Linked DNA regions of Oryzias latipes: region 1 is linked to region 2. Evidence: chromatin contacts called from public Hi-C data. All regions are on one chromosome and are shown on one strand. The core of a region is the stretch at or near the end of the contact, and the rest is flanking DNA. Distances in the headings are between cores, read along the strand shown. Region 1 holds the start of hps1 (Hermansky-Pudlak syndrome 1 protein). Region 2 holds the start of pyroxd2 (pyridine nucleotide-disulfide oxidoreductase domain-containing protein 2).

Region 1 (6,202 bases), core at 547-3,046, 140 kb before region 2:
AATCATCCTCCTTCTCCTCACCGTCACCGTTCACAGCAATGTAGAGACACTCATCGAACTGAGGAGGAAAAAAAATGTCACAATCGGGCTCAGGAATAAAATGGAAAAGAGCGAAAAAAGCCGCTCTAGGATTTGCAAGGAGTGAATGTCAAACAAGTGTTGGAAGTGGATTACTGGGTCAGGCGCCTCAAGAGGATAAAGCTTTACTTCATTCCTCTACAAAACTCACATGACTAACGTGACGGCCTACTAAAAAGAGAGGCCTGCTCTCAGCTTACTGCCCTAAAGTCAAAAACATTTCTAGGCCAAAATGATTTCCTAATAACGGTCTTACAAAAACTAAAAAATAAAATAAAAAAAGAACAAACAATGGATTAGTGTCAAGAGATTTCATCTTTAAATGCTGCTCTCATTTTACCTGGCACAGTGCGTAGATGTGGTTGTTCTCTGTGGTGAAGGAGGTGTAGCTGTCACCCTGTCTGTACACCATGGTGCCGCAGGAGATAATGATGGGGGCAAACAGAGTGCTAATGATGTCTTCAAAGGCTGGAAGCTATGAGGAATGCAATTAAACAAAGAGATTGGTTGTAAATCTACATGACACCTTGGGAGTCACAAAACGCATAAAAGTCTATTTGCATGAAGTTTTCCTCCTCCTCACCCCCTCGCCCTCTTCCTGGGACGAGCTGTACTTCTCCTGGACATTCTGCTGAAATTCCTGATCGGTCCAGTGAAAGAGGATCTCTGCGCTCTCACTGGCTATCAGCAGGCACTTCATCTGGACCACAGATGCTCTTGAGTCCCGCTTAAATAAAACCTCTTCCCAGCTGTGTTCACATTAGGCTGTAAAAAAAACAGAAGTATAAAAAGGCTAAAGACATCAAATGTAGACAGGAAAGCGCAGGCTAGTAAATCATTGCTGAAGTATGTTCACTCAATAAACAAATGATATGAATCTTACACTAAAAATAAAAAAAGAACTTTCAAAAATAATGGGAGCAACACAGTCCACTGTGATGCAAAACATGCAATCAAAGATGACAATATTAGAAATAACTGTCAAAAAAGATCTTTTATAAATTAAGTAGATTCCTTTTTATTACATTATTGTTTTTCTTCCTTTTTAACGTAGAAAAGTGCAGTTTAAAACAATTTTAACGAAGAATTCCTGTTTTAAAATGAACAAAAATTAGTAAAACAAAACAACAAAAACAAAAAACTAAATGGAAGGAGCCGTTTCCTTCCTTACGCTTTATCATTTTTTTAACCCCAAAGTTAAGAACCTCTAGTCTGATATTTTAACACATATTTTACTTAGTATTCTGAATAGTTTTTAAAGAAAAACAATACAATATTTTTTTTTTATTTACAAATTGTTCCCATCATCCCTCATCTGTCGGCTGATGAGAAGCTTTTTTAATCAAACCTGCTGATTCTGTGACCTGTCTTTCTGATTACAGTCTTCTCTTTAGTCTGAAATTGTTTAGAAGTAATGGGAACAAACAAAGGCAAACTACAGAAAAGTATTTTTCTTAGTTAGTTAGCTGTTAAACGTGAAGCTTCCATTGCGTATTTTTTCATCAAAGTCCTATTGAAAGTCAGTGCCTCCAGGACTCACTCTTTAGTCTCCGTGCTGGACGCTCCCAGCATCTCAGTCAGGCTCCTCGTCTATCCAGAAATGCTGGTTTCTTCCCTTTTTCCAGTCGTTCGTCAAAGTTTTCTCCTCGGGCTGCAGCGTCGGTGCAGCTCGTTTCCTTCCGCACCGACGCGAAACCAAAAGTCACGTGACCACATGAGCTGTCAGCGGCAAACAGGAAGTCTGCTCTGAGGGTCTGAATTATTCTGTTTTTGTTTTTTTTAAATAAAACACAAGTATTTGAAAACATTCTACTAAATCTACTCTGATAGTTTCCCTGAAACCATAACAAAGAAAACAACAAAAGACCATACCAGGGGTCTGCAACCTTTAAGGCTAAAAGAACCTTTTGGGCTAATTTCCTACTGACTGAAACCCAGAAAAAGTGGCAAGGTTCAGCAAACTACCCTTTATTTAGATATTTGAGGCCATTATGCTAGTCATTTATAAATTGTTGCTTTTGAATGTTTACAACAATTGAATTATGACAATGTTATATTCTTCTATTTTGAACAATTAACCTTTTTTTTTATCTTCCTTTCAAAATAAAAGGCACCCTATAAAAATCTTCCAGCTGCAAAAAAACAAAAAAAAGAGAAAAATATATCATTATGATAATGATGTAAATTCATCCTTTTTCTCGTTTTAATTTTGAATAAAGACATGACAACATTTGTCTACAGAGCAATTAATAATTAATAATCTAAACACGTAACTATGCGGTTCTATAAAACGTAACCACTGTTTCACTGTTGTGCAGCAGAATTAAACTTATTCTAAAACTAACCATTCTGACATTAGACCATACCACCATAGTTTTGCTCATGTTAAAAATCTAAACATAAATGTTAAAAGTTAACTAAAACAAATTAACTAGAAATGCAAACTCATAATTTATTCAAATTGTTAGCATTTTTCTTCAAAACCAACCTTGTATTTTGTTTGTTTACTATTTTATTTCTATAGAAATTGATTGACACGTGCTCTGTACTTTTTTTTTTAAACTCCACGTTATCGTAAAACAGAGAACTCAAAGGAAAAAATAGAAATGGATCTGAAATATACGAAATGCTGAAAAGATTAACCTTTTTTTCAAAGTTTTTTTCCAGGAGCTTGAAGAATGCTGACCCAGTCATGTGCTGGGGCTTGACGTAAGCCACATGACGGAGATGCTGCTGCACTACTTTGGTATTTTTCAACCTGACAGCTAATGCTGGAACAGATGAAGCTTTGAACTCTTTTATTTTTAGCTTTCCCACTAAATGAGGGAACCGTCTGTGAAAAATTGCAAAAAGTTCATAAGAAAACAGTTACTTTATTTTAAAGACACAACCAAAAAAGTGGGGTCCAATGAGAGCATAAACCAACAATTTTATTGCTGAAATACAATAAAAATGTAACATCAATAAATATAATATAGACATAGGTCTATACAAAAGAACCTTTCCACACAGATTCAATTTTTAAACTAAAATTGTTTTGATGTGTAAATGGCGTATACTTATATAGAGCTTTTCTACCTACAAGGCCCAAAGTGCTTTACAGTCACAGACCCGTTCACCCATTCACACACACATTCACACACCAGAGGCAAGGTGGAGTTCAGTGTCTTGCCCAAGGACACTTCGACACATGGGTGTGCAAGGCGGGAATCGAACCTGCAATATTACAATCATTGGTCGACCGCCCTACCGCTGCACCACGGCCATGTGTGCAGGACAGGTAAATACATTTTGAATGCTGTTGGCAATAAACCCAACAGGTTTGACATTACCCAATACACACTGTGTGCAGTAGAAGGAAAAATTCCCTTGTACACTCTTAGTTCACAAATGTCATAAATAAATCTAATTTAAAAATTTACACATTTTATTTTCTTTTTTTTTATATTTTCATAAAGAGATGTAAATTAGACGTTTTTTTATATGGTGATGTGTGGCTGTGGAGGAAAATCCATGCATCAACAATTGACCAAAATCATCCACAAGATGGCGCCAAATTTCAATATTTGAAGCTGATTCCATCCTCACCCGTATTGTTTATTTATTTGGTCTTGGGTTGCAAGGACAGCAATCTAAGAAGGATACCCAGGCCTTTATCTTCCTGGTCACCTCTTCCAGCTCTACTGAGAGATACCAAAGTGTTCCCAGGCCAGTCAACAGATACAATCCCTTTAGCATGGTTAGGGCCTCCCTCTGGTTGGACAGAACCAGAAGGCGTCCTGCTGGCTTTCCTGCCACATGGACAAATCCCCTCCTATTGATATTTCTTATGGTGGAGTTGTGGTAAATTTTCCTAGCAGGCTCTCCAGTGGCTAATAGATCCTAAGCAACAGAAAATACTGTTTTCCTTCTATGAGCAAAGATTGCCAGGGCCCTACTTTGAAGCCTGGAGGTGGCGCTCTTCTGTGAGACCCTGGTGGCTGGATCTGCACTCTCGGAACCCCCCTCCTTCCCTCCGGCGCCTAAGTAAGCGCAGGGGTTTGACATTCTTTTGGAAGGGCTGTGGGGTTTTAGTGTACCATGGATTGGAAAAGTGGAACCAAGCAATAAAATAAACCATAGTAAATATTTTCCCTAGAATTTAAAATCCTTGAATTTACAGCTTCTTACATGCTGTACACCATTAGACGCTACTAATCTTGATTTTTTTTTAAATACTTCAACCATGCTCTAGGTCAGTGGGAAGCCTTTTAACCCACAAATGTATTGCCCTCTACATCTTTTAATCCATGTTCTTTTAGAGCATGGATTATAGTCCCGGGAAGTTCTGTAAAATTTACAATAAGCATTCAATTGGAATGAGGACATAGGATATTATTTTATGTTTGCATAGACTCTCCTTCATCCAGGTTGAAGTAGTAACATTATTTATTTTATGTGGGATATTTGTTTATCTAACTGAAAATTAATTTTCTCCTATTACAGCAACAGTTTCATCATGCAAAAAACAAAAAAAAGTTTTTTGATCCGGACCAAATGAGGGAGCAAAGGTTAAAGTTCAAATATTAAAAGCTAGCAAATGATCTGCCACTACATTTCTTTTTAAGTGTACCACAACAAAGGAAGTAGAGGTGACTCTAAATCCTAAAATGCTCCTTGTATGGAGGGAAATTCTTATATAGCTATTGGAGCCGTTCATTGTACTTAAACTGTATTCTCAAGTGTTCGGACACTAGGCCGGTTCTCACATAAGGATCTGATGGATTCTGAAAATCTGTGTTATATCATGTATCTAACCAGACTATTTGGCCTCTGAATGAAGCAAAGAACCCAAAAGCAACATAAATATTTATGTTTTACTACCTTGCTTGGGTCAGAATGGACCAAAAAGCCAAGACTTCTTCATTTCAGACCAACAATCTAATCTGGTACATCAGTTTTTCCGGGGATCCAGTATTCATGAAAGTCTTATTTATGCAGACTCCTGTATATACAGAGTAAACAGCATGAAATCCCCCGTGTTTGCTCACATGGTAAAGGGGCCTTGCACGTCTCAAAATGGATCATTGAGTATAAACAGTTTTAGGTGGGCCTGGGTAACAGTTACCTTCTCTAAAGAGCCACTGTCACGCAGCAGCAGACAGACATGGTGCAGTCCTCTGAAATCACAGAACATTTGGATTATATATAGAATACAAACGAACGAAGGACATTTAAAAAATACAGGAATAGATTAACCCCTTAATGTCTGACATTATTTCCAGCCATAAAAAGTAAAACTCACTTATCTCTTTGCTTTTGAGTAGATGCTAAATTAAAGTAATTTTGAAGCCAAAGTGGTATGATGCTTATTTGCATCAATAGGTGTCAGGGGATTGAAAAAAGTAATATTTAATCTCACCAAAATGTCTTCTTTTTGGTCCTTTTTTTATCATTTAGCCAAATGGTCATTTCTGTTGCAATTTTAAAAAGGTCATATGGAAAATAGAAGCTTTAAAGTCTCTCTATAAGCTCATGTCACTAAATAATCCATAAATGTATTTTTGTATTATCAATATGAAAAATATTAAATTCAGGAATAAATTTATAATAAACTATTTTGAATCATTTTTCTTATTTTGAAAGCCCTCAGTTTTTTTCTTTAATGTCATTTTACTATTACATTTCCAACCTTACCTTTAACAGGTAAAAAAATATTAGCTCATTACATGTCGACATTTACAGTTTGTAAACGTATTTTTCTCTGTTTTAGTATGTTTTTTGTTAAAAAAATTTGCTTCATTTTTTTACAGGTACAATATTGCATTTATGTGTTGGATTATAAATTATCGGATATTTTACAAAATACAATGTAAAGATGTACTTAAAAGAAACAAAATGTCCCCTGTTTTAAAACAAAAGAGAAATGTTTTAGACATATGTAAAATAATTAAAGAGAAAAACTTTTCTTGCAGGTTAAGAAATGTAACATAAATCTGTTATTTGGTGGTTTTTGTTTACCAAAGCTCTAGAATTAATACATCTCATATATATACAGCATTTAGCTGTATGTGTGGTTTATATATGGTTTATATTTATAGTTTGAATTTCTAACTGTTTTTTTTAAATACACATGAAGAGTTTG
Region 2 (6,297 bases), core at 3,477-5,976:
CTATAACATTGCGTAACATTTAATCCTCTAATTTCCTCTGAAGTTTTGATAGTAGTGTTGAACTCCCGAACTTATATTTAAATGCATATACTTAAATAACTCGTTCTATAATTAAATGCTGTTATGAAACTCAATCTTGGACTAAAATAATACACGTTGAGCTACAAAACTATGCTAATGGCTTAGCTAAGGCTGCGAAACGTTAGCTTTGCTGACTGACCTTGTCCTCACAGCCGTCAATGCAGCGTGTTGAGTTAGCTGAGAGCTAATGAGCTACATTAGAAATGCTACCATAATAAATAAAAAGGCAGATAAAGTGAATTAGTCGGCAATGAGTGGAGGTCCTTCCTAGTTAATTAATTAGAGGGCTAAGCTACCTTTACGCAGTCGATGGGAAACATGACACAGTGTTCCATGATTCCGGCCACAGCTCCGGCCAACATGTGGGTGCTAGTGGAAGCTCCCCGTGGAAGAGCCTCATAGTCCGGCTCAAAGTCCTCTGCTTGTGCATCTTGAACACTACAGATACAACCGACATTCTGCAGTTCTGTTTCCCCACCGATCCGGGGTGTCAGACTTCCCACGATACTTTCCGAAACTCCCCAGAACCTGCCCCCCAGCCATCGAACTTCAGCCCCGGCAGAGGCTCCTGCGACCCCGGGATCTCCGCCTGTGGTCTCCGTTGTCATCCGCCGCTTCCTCACGAAACCATCTGCTTCCATGGGGAAAAAGATAGTCAGTGAACGTCTTTCGTTCACGAACACGCTGTTATATTGTTGTCTTCGGGCCTTGTTTTCAGGTTCATTTGGGCTGTTCAGAATCTTCCCCGCTGGAACGGTACATCCCCGCCCATCTTCTGCCAGCCGGCGCCCTTAGAGGCCGTAACGGACACACACGCACACTCATTCTAAGACCCGCCCACCACCCAGAATCGATCTATCATTGCTTGAAATCGACACATCCTCCCCACGCTATTGGATAATACCCCTGTCAATCATTTTACCAGCACTTGATTTCTGATTTTGAACGCAAGAATGAAAGTCATTGTAAATTTAAATGTAAAAAAAAAGTAAAACTCTAATTACATATTGACACAGCAGGTTCTCAATATCAACAAATAATATTTTTTCTTTTAACAAAATAAGTAGATAAAACGCAGAAAACTGGACTCGATTTTTTAAAAATTATAATTAGTAGAGAAGTTTAACCTTCGAAAATATGATGTACATTTTTAAGAAGTTATAAGTAGTCGTCCTAACACTTTAGAGTTTAAAAAGCACCTTAGAGAATAGGTAAACCAACCAAGAATCATCTTGACAAGTATTTTTTTTACCTGCCTTATCTCCATACATGGAATCTACCTGGATGAATGAGAATTTACACTGACAAGTTTCTTCTTCTCAATAATGTGATGAAAGACGAACTGTTGACTGAGTGTATGCAGAGAATTTCACTCACAACAGCAAGTCAAAAGCAACAAAACCGATACACATCCATATGTGATTAATACTTTAAAAAATATATATTTACCTATTTTTGAATATTTTAGAAAAAATATAAAATCATACTCTGAACATTCACCTAATCTAACTAAAAACAGGGAAGATGGGAAAAAAAGTATTATTATTTTTGTCATACTTCTAACATTTCTTACAAAATAAAGCAATCATTTGAGGCTATTGTTCAAACAATCTTCCCAAACCACAACTTCATTTTAATTCCTGCTGAATTATAGCAAAAAATCTAAACTTATCCAACTATTTCAGCAATGTATAAAAAGAAATTCAATTTGTTTCAAGATATATGTATAATTTTCACAAGCAAACTTTTGCTGGTTGAGACATAAACAGCAGCATTCTGACAACTAAAATCCCCCAACATGAGATCCTAAAATAGTTATTTGTTTAACTGACTTTTAGATTTATTGGAGAGTAAAAAACGGATTTCCTCAAATACAAATAATTTTTTACATTTGGCTGTTCTGGAATCAAGTGTCCCATTTGGATGTCCCTTTGAGATATTAACTTACATGAGAAGCAAAATTAAACTCAAACTTTATGTTAATAGTTTAGGATCAAGTCCAGTAATATTCAAGATTTTAAGTTGAACAGTTGAACAAAAATCTTAATAAAATTCATTAATTCTTTAAACCAGTTTATATACTGCAGACACAGTTCCAGAATTACAGCAGTTTTCATAAAGAACTGACATTCAAGAGCCTTCTGATCTCTAGTTTTTAGATCAGCATTTATTAAAACAACTCCCATCTTATTGACATCACAGGAAATCTACTTATCTTGGGGTATAAGAGACATCAGATTGTTGCGAGTCATCTGCCAAAACAAGCAGTTCAAATATGGAACCATTTATACAAGGTAAATTATTCTTTATAGATTATACCAACTCTTTGCATATTCCGACTGGCGGTCAGCCTGTGAGAGGTCTTTTGGACAAAGCTTACAACCACAGCCAATTAAGATTTCAATGGAAAAATGCTGGACTAACTGGAATAGACAACTGTAGTAGCTAAAGATACAAATCCATCCACAGAAAAAAACATATTTGTAACAAAAACTGCCATTTTGAAATAAAAAGGATTTTGTGATTTTTTAAATAAATATTAAACAGAATAACTATATTTTGGGGATTTAAAAGCCATTTTTTATTAAAAATGGTGTTAAGGGAGCCAACATCTTTGATGCTATCTTATCACAAAAAGGGTTAATTGCATCTTGGTCCGGAGCTGCTAGAGCTTAATTGAATTTTCTGTTTTATTGCCTGGAAGGGCCTTCAAGGGCTGCAGTGTTGAATTTCTGCAGACAAAGGGGAATGAAGTGTTAATTTCTGCTTACAAGAACAAAATCTCCAGTCTGTATTCTGTGATCTTGTTATGGTTGATTGCCTATTTTCCGCAGACACTCCTTTTAGGAAAACCAAGCAGACAGCTTATTAGGATCATTCCTCTTCTCTGAAAGTAATGCTACTCTAATATGCCAAGGGAGAAAGGAATTTTAAGTCTCGAAGGAAACTCTAGATCATCATAAAACCCCATTTCATTCTCCCTACCAAGAGAGTGCACAATCTATACAAACCCCAGGAGTTGTTTTACACTGTCTAAGCAAAACATAGTTAAAAATCCACATTATAGAGGCAAGATGAGAAGATAATTTACTAATGTTCTGCTGTGTTTAGTTGTTTTTGCTCTAATCATCATCCTCTATTCCTGTTATCCCAGCCAACGAGCTCCCACTCTGAAGCCGTCCGCTCTATGGATCTCTGTTTATCCGTCCACACAATTGATGTATGGCCTCTTAACTCATTATTGCATGGAAGATGAACCACTAGGTCAACACGACATCTTCAACAGCAACACTAGGAGACCATTTCGCCTTAAGAGCTCATCTTAAAGCTCTTAAGACAGGTCCTTATACCTTGATAGAACTCAAACCAGTGGGAAAAAAAGGAAAACACATTGAGTAAAAGACCACATATAGTCTTTGAAGTCATCACTGCATTCCTTAAATATGGTTCTCCCAAGCTTGATCTGTATAAAATCAAAGAGCTTTCTTTGTCTTGAGACTTTACTGATAAAACCTTGAACACAGTGAAACAGCGGAAAAAAGGTCAGAGCAGTTCTACTTCCTGAGGAGGCCCAGGTCATTTAACATCTATGATGAGGATGTTTTTTGAGTCTGTGGTGTCTAGTGCCATCTTGTTTGTTATGAGGGCCGCAGACTCAAACGGACTGAATAAACTGTTCTGCAAGGCCTGGGACGTGCTGGGAATGAAGCTGTACTCCTTAGAGACAGGGATGGAGAGAAGGATGCTTCAAAAACTGCAAAGTGTCTTTGACAACTCCACCCAACCTCTCCGCCTGCTCCTGGACCATTACAGGAGTACACAGACAGCTAAAAACTCCCCTCAACAAGAACTGAGGGCCACAGAAGGTCTTTCCTTCTATGGCAATAAAACTGCAGAACTCCTCTATTAAAGCCTGTTAACTTCATAATTTTTTGTCTGGGGTTATTGGTTAATTGGAGCTTTGCTAAAAGTGCAAGTTCCCTTGTAATTTGGATCAGACTGGCCCGGATATAGCCAGCCCCACTATGGGGTGTGCGTAGAACATCGGGGGGTGCAAGTCAAACAATCATCATATCATTTGATTTATCCATTTTACACGTTTTATTTTGAATGCTCTTCTGACACTACATTTACCGGGCTTGGGACAGGCACAAGCAGAATGCTGGTTTGTTCCTTGTTAAGACTGCTTTTATTTTTTTTTTCACTATGCATGTCTGTCTGTCTAACTGTCCTCCATCAGTCCCACTGACCGATCCGGCCTCAGGATCAGAACATGGTTTCCCAGTGTCAGAAGGTCAATTTCGCCCTCCTGTGGTCAAAAGCAGAATAACAGATTTACCTGATTTCTGTCTCCTTCTCAACGTTTAATGATAAGGAATTTAAAAAAAAATTGTTTTGAGCAGACCTCTAAATGTTTTATTTTCTTCTTCTATTTTTTTTAACTTTTTATCTGTGTCGGATTAAAACATGCAAATTAAGTTGGATGCAGCTTATCTTCGCTATGTTTTGCATCCTGCTCCATGAAAAGCTAATTATTTTCCATAACCAAAAATTCCAAAATCATTTATTTAAAACAAAAATCTCTATGTGATCGTTTTTGCACTAGTTTCTCTGTGGGGCTCCATATGGAGGCGGGACTGTGGCTTTTCAGCGCGTCTCAAACCGTCGACATGGCTGCAGCAGCGGCGCGCATCGATCGAGGACGCAGGTCTGTGTCTCTTTTGGGAACAGGGACGGGATGCAGGGCAACACATACCACGCCAAAATCCCGTTATGACGCGCTGGTCGTCGGAGGAGGTGAGCTCCATGGACTGCATTGAGGGGAAAAGATGCCGCTGTGTTGTGGTAGCTCAGCTGCGCGCCACTTTTAGAAGAAAGAAGAAGCTGCACAATGAATGTTTAACACGTTTGCTGATGACCATCGGGGCACTTTTTCATCAACAAAATGACAGAAAAACGTCTAAAAATATGTAGAAACTGGTTCTGTTATAAGATTTTGGTGCATATTGCTTCAACTTGCCATTACGCAACTCTGAACTCTATGGCCTTTGTTATTAAATAACTTTTGCGCAAAGCAACTTTTTTATTCTGCTTCACTGGAAAATGTTTTAATATAATTATTCAATAGGAAAACTGATTATTTTGGGGTTGTTTTGTTTTCTTCCAGGACACAATGGACTCGTGGCAGTGAGTTCAAGCACTACTTTTTCAAAACTCACTGTACGTTTTGTCCATCACTGAGTAAAGATGAGCGTGTGCGCAGGCAGCGTATCTTCAGAAAGGAGGGGTGAAGACAGCTGTTTTGGAGCGCAGACATGTGCTTGGAGGAGCAGCTGTCACAGAGGAGATCTTCCCTGGTATGGATCTTACAGGTTCCACATAACGGATCATTTCTTTAAGACAAGACAAAGATTATTTAAAAACATTTAAATTATACCCCCCTATGTTAATATTTACATTGGTTATGCAACATTTTTTTTCAAGCAGCAGTTTATATTTCCCATCATGTTGGCACATTTTCTGCCTGGTTGGTTACACTTTCTGACATGAATGAAGCTCAAAGTTCACGTGGAACTTAAATTTGATGAGATTAGGATGTTCCACTTGCTCTCTCTGAGTAATAACACGTCTGTATGCAGGATTCCACTTCTCCAGGTGCTCCTACCTGCTCAGTTTATTACGCCCTCACATAATTAGAGACCTAGAGCTGAAGGTAAAGGCAAGTACATTGTTTTCTGTCCAGGTGATGGTGAAAGTTTACTTTTTGTGTGTGTGTGTGCTTCAAATACATAGAAACACGGGCTTAAGGTGTACTTGAGAGACCCTCATGCTTTCACTCCTATGTTGGAAGATGGGGTGAGAGGCGCCCCACCGCGATCCCTCATTCTGGGCTCAGATCTGGCCAGCAACCAGAGGGAGATTGGCAAGTTTTCACAAAAGGATGCTAAGGTGATTCAGTCATCAAACAGTGCTTTTGAAGTATTTTTCATAACTTTGCATTGCACTTGGACTGTATATGTGCCTTTTACTTCAGATGAAAATGTTATAAATCCACCTCCTTGTGATCTTTTGCCCATCCACATTCTTCACAGGTTTACCCAGAGTTCACTGCACATCTTGAAAAGCTAGCAGGAGCTATCCACCCTCTGCTGGACAGTTCACCTGTAGATATTCCAGGTGTAACAACTGGATCCCTGAAGAAAAGACTGTCTGCAG

What was found. Hi-C and Micro-C count contacts between places; a contact is called where the count stands out from the background.
Region 1: a Hi-C map of embryo shows a contact between it and region 2, with 2.1 times the contacts expected there. The contact joins the promoter of hps1 here to the promoter of pyroxd2 in region 2. A contact is called at or near these places in 2 of 5 Hi-C or Micro-C datasets (embryo and fibroblasts).

The regions. Positions count from the first base shown.
Region 1 is chr15:22,916,303-22,922,504 of ASM223467v1, reverse strand. It overlaps hps1 (Hermansky-Pudlak syndrome 1 protein), which reads right to left and starts at 1,796. Exons shown (of 18, transcript XM_023963410.1): 1 at 1,619-1,796; 2 at 662-843; 3 at 419-553; 4 at 1-58. The coding sequence starts at 778.
Region 2 is chr15:22,780,380-22,786,676 of ASM223467v1, reverse strand. It overlaps pyroxd2 (pyridine nucleotide-disulfide oxidoreductase domain-containing protein 2), which reads left to right and starts at 4,726. Exons shown (of 16, transcript XM_004077383.4): 1 at 4,726-4,878; 2 at 5,249-5,268; 3 at 5,345-5,438; 4 at 5,721-5,794; 5 at 5,875-6,030; 6 at 6,174-6,297. The coding sequence starts at 4,752. It overlaps slc25a28 (mitoferrin-2), which reads right to left and starts at 891. Exons shown (of 4, transcript XM_004077145.4): 1 at 378-891. The coding sequence starts at 722.